Regions from separate parts of the Mus musculus genome. Here region 1 is linked to region 2. A link is a contact called in public HiChIP or PLAC-seq data. All regions are on one chromosome and are shown on one strand. The core of a region is the stretch at or near the end of the contact, and the rest is flanking DNA. Distances in the headings are between cores, read along the strand shown. Region 1 has its middle 27 kb from the start of Kcmf1. Region 2 overlaps Kcmf1 (potassium channel modulatory factor 1).

The links. HiChIP or PLAC-seq counts read pairs in DNA pulled down with a chosen protein or histone mark.
Region 1: a contact with region 2 is called in an H3K27ac HiChIP or PLAC-seq map of embryonic stem cells, with 22 read pairs. The contact joins two enhancer-like sites. A contact is called at or near these places in 2 of 484 Hi-C or Micro-C datasets (embryonic fibroblasts and nephron progenitors), 4 of 115 datasets of contacts at active chromatin or transcription factors (bone marrow-derived dendritic cells, embryonic stem cells and trophoblast stem cells) and 1 of 9 other capture datasets (adipose tissue).

The regions. Positions count from the first base shown.
Region 1 is chr6:72,924,303-72,928,803 of GRCm38.p6, forward strand. No RefSeq gene overlaps it. Among named protein-coding and RNA genes, the nearest start is that of Kcmf1, 27 kb to the left of the region's middle. Within about 2 kb of position 2,684, at least 175 of the 459 cell types and tissues checked have an H3K27ac peak or open chromatin away from gene starts, as enhancers often do. A contact at or near this core is called in embryonic stem cells, where this site is marked.
Region 2 is chr6:72,839,182-72,843,884 of GRCm38.p6, forward strand. Kcmf1 (potassium channel modulatory factor 1) reads right to left here. Exons shown (of 7, transcript NM_019715.2): 7 at 1,933-3,949. The coding sequence ends at 3,688. Among named protein-coding and RNA genes, the nearest start is that of Tcf7l1, 52 kb to the left of the region's middle. Within about 2 kb of position 2,135, at least 11 of the 459 cell types and tissues checked have an H3K27ac peak or open chromatin away from gene starts, as enhancers often do. A contact at or near this core is called in embryonic stem cells, where this site is marked.

The DNA.
Region 1 (4,501 bases), core at 1,434-3,933, 86 kb after region 2:
AGTCTCTAAGGTGAGCATGGTGTTCTCCACCTTGCCTAGATGGGCTGGCCATTGAGCTCCTGGGACTTGTGTGGCTTCTTAGGATCCAAACTCAGGTCCACACAGCTGCAGAACAAGCACTTGACCCCCTCAACTCTCTCCCCAAGCCCCAAGAAGCTGTTGACAGAGCTGAAAATGCTACCTATGTTGGTTTGATCATTATATACAATATGTGTATGTTGAATTACCATATTGAATGAATATGAATATATATGAATTAGACTATTAGGTTAGACACCATGGTGCATACAAGTAATTCCAACACTCGAGCAGCTGAAGCGGGAGGACTTCAAGTTCTAGGTGGGCCTGACCTACGTAGAGAGACTACCTTAAAATGAAAAAGTAAAGTAATATTAACAAGAAACAAATCATTGGCAGAGCATAGTGTCACAGTCTTCTTTTCAAGAACCATGACCATACTGTTGTCCAGGCCTGGTTACCTGTGTTCTGATGGAGCAGGGCCTAAGAGAGCTGGCTTGGGGATCCAATACACAGGGGAGTGGTGACGACAGCAAGAGGCAGCAGCAGGGCCATTGTGGGTACTTTTTCTTCTTTCTTCTAAAAATGTATTGTTTTTTTTAAATTATGCATGTGTGAGGTCTGCCACATGTGTACAGGTGCCCATTAAAGTAACTGTGAGTCATTTGATATGGGTATTGTGAACTCTCTGCAAGGACAGTTTATGTATGCTCTTTTTATGTATGCTCTCTGTATGTATGCCTGTATGAGGGTATCAGATCTGCTGGAACTGGAGTTACAGACAGTGGTGAGCTGCTGTGTGGGTGTTGGAAGTTGAACTCAGGTCCTCTGGAAGAGCAGCCACTGCTCTCAGTTGCTAAGACATCTCTCTAGTCTTTTGCTTATCTTTAACCACTGAACCTGTGGTGGTTTGAATATGCTTGGCCCTGGGAGTGGCACTATCACAAGGTGTGGCCTTTTTGGAGGAAGTGTGTCACCGTGGGGTTGGATTTTGAGGCTCTCTTTCTAGCTGCTTGGAAGACAGTCTTCTCCCAGTTCCCTTCAGAACAAGATGCACAACTTTCAGCTCCTTCTCCCGTGCCATGCCTGCCTGGATGCAGCCATGCTCCTGCCTTGATGATAATGGACTGAACCTCTGAACCTGTAAGCCAGCCCCCATTAAATGTTTGTCCTTTACAAGAGTTGCCTTGGCCATAGTGTCTCTTCATTGCAATGAAACCCTAGATAGAAGTTGGTACCAGGAACTGGGGTATTGCTGTGATAGGCCTGGCCGTGTTTTTGTTTGGAAGAATGTGGATTTTGGGACTTTGGATTTGGAAAGCAGTGGAATGCTTTAAGTGGGGTTTAATGGGCCATCCTAGTAAGAATATGGCATCACTGATGCTGAGTGTGGCTTGAACTGTGGGGGTCTTGCTTCAAAAGTTTCAGAGGAGAAGAATGTTAGTATATGGCCTAAGACTGTTTTTGGTGAAGAATATGGCTACTTTTTGTTGTCTGAAGAGTCTTCCTAAGGAATCAGATTAATTGCATTGACAAAGGAAAGTCTCATAAAAGCCCATACTTATAGTGACACACTTCTTTCAACAAGGCCACACCTACTCCAACAAGGCCACAACTCCTAAGAATGCCACTCTCTGAGTCAAGTACATTCAAACCACCACAGAGCATCTCGCCACCCCACTTCCCCATCCTTTTTTTTTTTTTAAAGACAAGGTCTTGTGTACTCCACGCTGTCTCTAAGCCCCCTGAGATATCATTGCTAACCTTGACCTCCTGATTTTCTTGCCTCTACTTTCCAAGAGCTGTGATTACAGGTGTGCACAAGCCGATTTATGTGAGTTGCTTAGATCAGATTGGCCTATGGGCATGTCTGTGGGAAACTGTCTTGATTAATGATGGATGTGGGAGGGCCAACCCACTGTTGGCAGAACCATTCCCCAAGTAGGCGTTTCTGGGTTGTCTAAGAGGCTGGTTAAGTTAGAGCCTTGACAGAGAGGAGTAAGCCAGCAAATGAACCAGCAAGCATCATTCCAGGGCAGCCAGGGCTACACAGAAAAACCCTGTCTCAGAAAACCAAAACTACAACAACGACACTTCATCAGACTGTTACCACATTGGAACATGGAATTTGTGGTGACTTAAATTTTTGTTCCTGGGTCATGATCACTCAGATTTGACTCCAGAATAAAGTATCTCCTATTTCCTGTGAGATTTTTGTGTGTTTGTTTTTGTCTGCTCAGTACATAAGTTTGTATCCTACTTAAAACTGAATACTTTCCTGATCATAACTACTGTTAGCTCAGTCTGTGATCCATAGTTGCTCCCAGCTGGAAATGGGTATTTGGAGTGATCCTTGGGGCAGAAAGGTGGGTTTCTGAAAAGCCAGATGAGCCTTGATTGTAGCTAGAGGCAGGGTCTGAGGAGGGTGGGGACAGAGAAACCAGCTCAGCGACTTCTTGTTCAGGCTTTGGAATGCTTGAGCTTCTGTCATCTAGCAGCCTCGGCACTGGCCAGATTGCTCCTTTGTTGAGGGTCCCTTTCTCATGCCAGGTTCCTGGGATGTGGGAGGAGTCTCACATCAGCTGTGGCTGAAAGAAGATCCCTGCCAGTGAATGGGCAGGAGCCACACCCAGCCGAGGTAAGTTGAAGTGGGAGGGACCTCGGTGGAGTGAGTCACACTTGAGTCACCCCAAAGTGACTCAGAGCCGGGAATGGAATCTCCTGCTGGGAGGACAGTGGGACAGGAAATTCCAGCTGGCTGAAGGGAGGGATAAGGGCTAGGGATGTCGAATGCCAAGTTTATGAACAAAGGGGAGTTTGAGGAGCAGGGAGAGGAACCCTCAGAACTTGCCAAACAGGAAGTCATATCTGGACAGCAGGTGGGGGCAAGGCAGCTTGCCCCCACCTGCTAATGATCCGGGGTCCAGGTGAGAAGTCGAGAGGGCCTGAGTGCTGACCACAGTGCATAGACAAGGCACACCTCAGGCTCCATACTGGCCCAGGCCCCAAGGAACCTCCCATGCTAGTGTAATCCTCTCTTGCTGTCTACTATGGCCATTCGATCTCTTGAAGTCTTCCCACACCCAACCTGACACTCAACAAACCCTAGGGATGTATACTGGCAGTATGTCATTATGATGCTATAGTAGCTTTGGCTTTTTTTCTGTTTTCTTTTTTCCTTTTCTAAAGCTAAAGTGTCACTCTGTAGCCAAGGCTGACATGGTTGGGAACTCCCTATGGAGGCCAGGATAACCTAGGCCTCACAGGAATTCGCTTCTCTTTTGCCAGTGCCTCTTGGGAACTGGTATGCTACTAATCCTGGCTTAATGATTTTTTTTTTTTTTAAATGTAGGCTTTAGGAATGAAAACCTTCCTGTTTTCATTGTTAATACTTCTCCTTTGGTCTTTGGCTGGAGAGATGGTGTAGTAGAGCCCACACTGTTCTTACAGAGGATGAGTTTGATGCTCAGAGTCCATGTCGGATTTCTTACTATTGCCTGTAACTCCAGCTCCAGGAGGATCTGATGACCCCGCTGGCCTCGGTAGATACATGCACATCTTTTTGCTGTTGTTGCTTTTGAGACAGGATTTCTGTGTAGCCTTGGCTATCCTGGAACTTGTTCTGTAGACCAGGCAATAATCCTATTTGTCAAAAATAAGATCACTACCACACTTTCAAGCCAAATTTGAAACAATCTTTAATTAAATACTGGCCAGGTTACTGGACTCTAGCCAGGCCCACACCTGAGTTTTAAGGAAAATGCTCCCAAGTCACAGTTTTCAGATGCTTAAAAAGGCAAACCCCACAATTGACCTTCTATCCATCAGGGGCAAGTGTACATTCTGATGTAATTCTTGCCCACATGGGATCAAGTCCATCTGGTGCAAATGGCTCAAACACACGTAGGACAAACAGGAATATATTCTTAATTGCAAACAGAACTCAACCTGTAAGGTCTATTTTTCCTGTTGTGGTCTCACACAGGTTGGCCTTGAACTCAAAGAGATCTGTCAGTCTCTGTCCCCGAGTGCTGAGATTAAAAAAGTGTACCACCACTGCCTGGTCAATTAAAAAAGAAAATTAAATCTTCTAAAAAATCTTTTAACTACATTTTAAAGTTTACTTTTATTTTATTTATTTATTTTGAGACAGGGTTTTACTATGTAGCCTTGGCTGGACTGGAATTCCTATATAGACCAGGCTGAACTCACAAAAAATCTATTTGCCTCTGCCTCCCTGAGTGCTGGAATTAAAAGCAGGTACCACTACATTAGGCCTAGCTTGTGTGTGTGTGTGTAAACGTGTGATGGTCAGAAGACAATTTGAAGAAGTCAGTCCTTTGGTTCTTACCTTCCACCAGGTGGTTTCTGGGAACTGGCTCCTATCATCAGGCTGAGCTGCAGGCACCTTAACCCAAGGGGCGGCCTGTTGGCCTTCGTCTTTGAGGTTTTTAGCTGTTGTTTTGAGACAGGGTCTCATGTG
Region 2 (4,703 bases), core at 885-3,384:
CTGCTGTCCTGAAGTCTAGCCTAACTTTGCACTAAACTGGATACAAGGCTGTTATTTCTGAGCTGGTTGACAAATCCCCACTTCTCTCATCTCAGAGCACAAGACTAGGCTATGAATTATAACCACTGCTTTCTGCAAGCCAAGTGGGGCATACTGTATGCTGTGATATCAGCAATTGCGTAGCTGAGGCAGGACTTCAAGGTCAGCTGATTTACTTAGGGAGGGCTTGTCTCAAAGACCTAACTAAAACAAGGTGGATGTATTTGTTGGCTCGAGGGGGACTGTTTTAAGTTGAAACCAATTTAGAAGAGTTTCAAAAAACAAACTGCACACGGAATCAACTCATAAACCCCTAAAACTGTGCTTATAACTGTAGACAGAGGCTCACACCCTACAAAGACACAAAAATGCAATGGTTGCATTAGTCGACATTGCTGTTGGGCCTTCCCTACCGAGTGGATGGATTAGTTTAGGAACTATTAAGGCCGATGCTCTGTCAGGCCAGGGATACTGGGGTGCAGAGCCGTGACACCTGCATTAGCCGACGAGCCCTTCAGTTGCAGGGATCCCAAGGTTTCCATCTCTAGCCACTCCCCTTCCTTTCTCTCATTTCATCCTCCTTATCCACCTGTCTCCTGGAAAGGCATGGGCTTCTCTTGGGAATTAAAGGTAGGTCCCAGCCAGAGAGTCTTCAACTCTGTTTGAAGATGGTGCCAGATAAGCAGACACAAGAGGCTTGGTGACATGTGAAAACCTACCAGTTACTGCAGGAAATACTATAGTACCAAGAACTGTCAGGAGGGGAAAATGGAAGGCCGAGAAGGCATAAGTTATCCCAAACTATATTTAGAGGCCACAGAAGTAGTATTTGTTACAAAATCAGAGGTGGTGGCTCACAACTCTTAATTCCAGTAGTGAGCAGAGAGAGGCAGGCAGATCTTCGAGTTCCAGGCCAGCCTGGTCTACAGAGCTAATTCCAAGACAGCCTGGGCTACACAGGTAAACCCTCTCAAAACCAAACAGAATAAAACAAAACAAAAAACCCACCACTTTGTAGCTGTGTGGACCTGTAATCCCAGCACTCAGGAAGAAGATGGGATTAAGTCCTCTACTGCTTAGTGAGCTGGAAGGATAGCCCGGCTCCATTTAACCCCATCTCTAAGCAAAACAGACTGTATACACACACTGCACAACGACACCACACACACTCTGATGCCTATGTATTTTTTAATTTCTACAATCATGAAATTAAGCTCCTTCTAGAATACCTTGAGCAGAATTATTTCCAAACAGGAAGTAAAGGCTAGAGCTGTAGAAGACCACATATACACCATGGACACTCCACATCAGGAGCGGGCTCTTCCCTGAAGACTCAATGGAACTCACTAAGTACATCCAATGATGTGATGTTGATTCAGAAACTAAAGAAAAAGGACACAAGAATTCGAAGGGCTTAAATATATTTTATATTGATAATCTGTGTCTTTCTACCCTAAAATAATACATTATTATAGGTTACATACAGGATGAGGTGAGGTATTTGTAAAATATCTGATAAAAATAATTAATATACAATTTTCTACATGAGATGGAATCTTATGAACCACTAGGCCTTCTGAAGGGTTAACTTCATTTTCTAAATTAAACTGCCCTGAAAGACTTCCATCTGTTCCCTAAAACCATGTTGAAAATGGAGGATCTTATGTTTTCCCAGAATTTGTGCAGAAGAGGGAAAGTACACAATTGGCAGTTATTCTTTCTCACATCCAAGGTTATACATCCACACAAAACCAGTAACTCTGTGTTTAGCACAAAAAGCAAAAAAAAAAAAAAAAAAAAAAAAAAAAAAACTGCATTAGAGATGTTAAAAAAAAAAAAAAATCCTCTGAATGATGGTCAGGTTAATTCAACACCAAAGAAATTCGAGTGGCCAACAGTCTTGAAAATGCTTTATTGAAATGTGTGAGTTATGGTGCAGATGTGTCTGAAATGACCACAGCTGGAAAACGAACTTCTGAAACTTCTCAACAACCAATTAAAAAAAGAAAACCCCACCGGCCTTGACCTCTGGTGTACCAGGAGCCCAGCGAGGGCGGTTCCTTCAGAAGATTTCCATCAAAGACTAAAGAAAACAGCTACTGTATCTGGAAGCTGGTGGAGTCTCAAGTTTCCGAGGAGAAGCGACAGTTTTTTTAGACATGGAGGGTGACTTCTTTTTTTGGTAGATTTGGATGACCATGGACTTCACAGTTCTTGACAGCACCCAGGGGTGTTCAAGTCTGTATGCTTGTCATGAAAAACAGAGGGGAGGACAAGATGGCGGGAGAGAGAACCAACAGAGGACGGACGGCTCACAGGGAAGAGGGCCGGAGCCAGACATGATTAGATTAAGTCTCATAGAAATTGATCAGAAGCTGCGCATCTTTTTTAAAAGTTCTAAATTTACATTTCAAAAACTGCCCCACCCCCGCAGAGCCTCTGCCCCTCCCTGGAGCCAGTGTGAAACCTGGAGACAAACAGAAAGCACCCATCCTCCACACCCTAACTACCAAGGCAGCTCTACTTTTTTCTTTTTTCAACACACAGGATTGATAACATAGGCATATGGGTGGCATGAATCAATTAAAAAACTTTACTTTTTATGCCAGGAGGGGAAAAACAATAAATACAAGGTGCTAAAATAAGCATTAAGAATTTGGTTGGTAAGGTGTGGGAAGGCTCCCCTGATACTGATCTGTCTCAGCAAACCACACACACACATAAACGGCACAAAGTATGATTGAGGTGGTGAGATTTTAAAAAACAAGACAACATAATTCAGGTTAACTGCACTGAACAGTGAATAAATGAAATCCATCTACACCTGAATGAACATGTTTAACAATCAAAAAATTTTAAACAACCACAAAAAGTAAAAACTTCCAACAAACACAAACAGGATTTGTCTAAAGGGCACACAGTCGCCCTGCAGAGGACCCCGCCTTTACTGGTGTGTCTTCTGGTGAGACAAGAGACAGAGACAGGCTGGACTGGTTAACAGGGCGACAGGACAGTCATACAGTGGAGCGCTGTAGCTGGCTAGGCCCCCTGGGTTCCACTGCAGAGCTGGCTTTGTGCGTAGGAGGCACATGGATAAGGGTGAGTCAGGCAGACATTATTCAAAAGCTACTCTGCCAGTAACCATTGGATAACGCTGGGAAAGCTTTGGGCTTTGTATTTTATTTTTATTTTTAAATTTTATTTTTTTAAGTTTTACTCCTTGTATTTAATTTTTAAATAACAAGGCCACTGAAACTCATGCACGCTGCAAAAAACCTCATGCAGTAGTTAGGTAAACCATCCAAGCAGTTTTTATTCATTAATATTCATAAATACACACAGCAGCTTCATTAGAGATTTCAATTTTCCTCTTCAGTTTGAATGTGGAGTATTAGGAGAGCCTTTTGCATGTCAAGGTACAGGAAGCAGAGATCACCCTGCACTGCTACCTACATTTACCTGCTAGAAGTAAAAATTAGTTAAGTGGAAATGATTATCATATATATTTCTCTCTTCCTTTTGAATGTACACAATGTAACAAGAGTGACAGACCTGAAATTACAATCACCACACAAACCCAGGATAGCTGTTGTCCACTTTCATTGGCAAATACAGCACAGAGGACATTGTCTTCGAGTGGGGAGGTCATCAAAGAGGAGGTGGTGGAGGCTCATTTCCTTTATTACTCTCTTTTAAATTTAGGTTTTCTAAAGCAACATCTAAAGGCATAATATCTACACAGCCCATAGCACCAAAATCTGCCATCTCCCCCCGATCATCCTCATCTGAGGACGAGCTCTCTTCGCGCACTAACGTGGAAAGAAGGAGCTCCTGGACAAACAGGCTGCGGTCCGCACGCTCGCTCTCCATGGACTGGCGCTCTGCTTCAGACATTTTGGGATCATTCAACCTGTACAGGTAAAAAAGGAAAGACTGTATTGGTAAAAAGTCCATGAATAATGAACGGCGAGGCCAAGTTCTATAGTCTGCTTGGGACGCTTTGTTTGGTGACCTCAACACGTGAGTTATGTTCGGATAAATCTCCACACTGTGTTTCAAACCTGAGTTCAGTGGATTCGGTGAGGCTGAAAACAAAACAAAACAAATAAACAACCAAAACAAACGAGCAAACACAGAAACTAAACCATAGAGGCAGCCAGACTAGCTTTGGAGAAAATCCTGGTGGAAATTCCTCTGAAAAAACAAAACACAAAACAAAGCAAGCAAGCGACTGCTGCCTGCTGGAGGCTTGGGATCAGCAGAGCGGGCACTGATTCGAGTGCAGCTCTAAACCACTAAGGACCTTTCTCTTTCCCGCTGTACTCTTCCTGAATACAGGTATGCACAAAGACTCAAGAAAGCATTTTCTTTTACTCTTCCCCATTTCTTTTGGGGGGGCCAGGGTCTTCTTGGGTGGCCTGCAACTTGCTAGGTAGATCAGGAAACCTGACCTACAACTCTTAGATCCAGCCACCTCTGTGTCCGGTGCTGGGATTAAAGGCTCATACCACCATGCTGGCTTGCTTTCTCGTTTGAAATGCGTATGTACCATCATAGTAAATGTAAGGCGTCCGGTCGAGTTCCTCCCACCTTCATGTGAGGCCTGGGGTTGACATCAGACTGCTGGGTTGATTATGTCACCTCATCAGACCACCATGCCATTC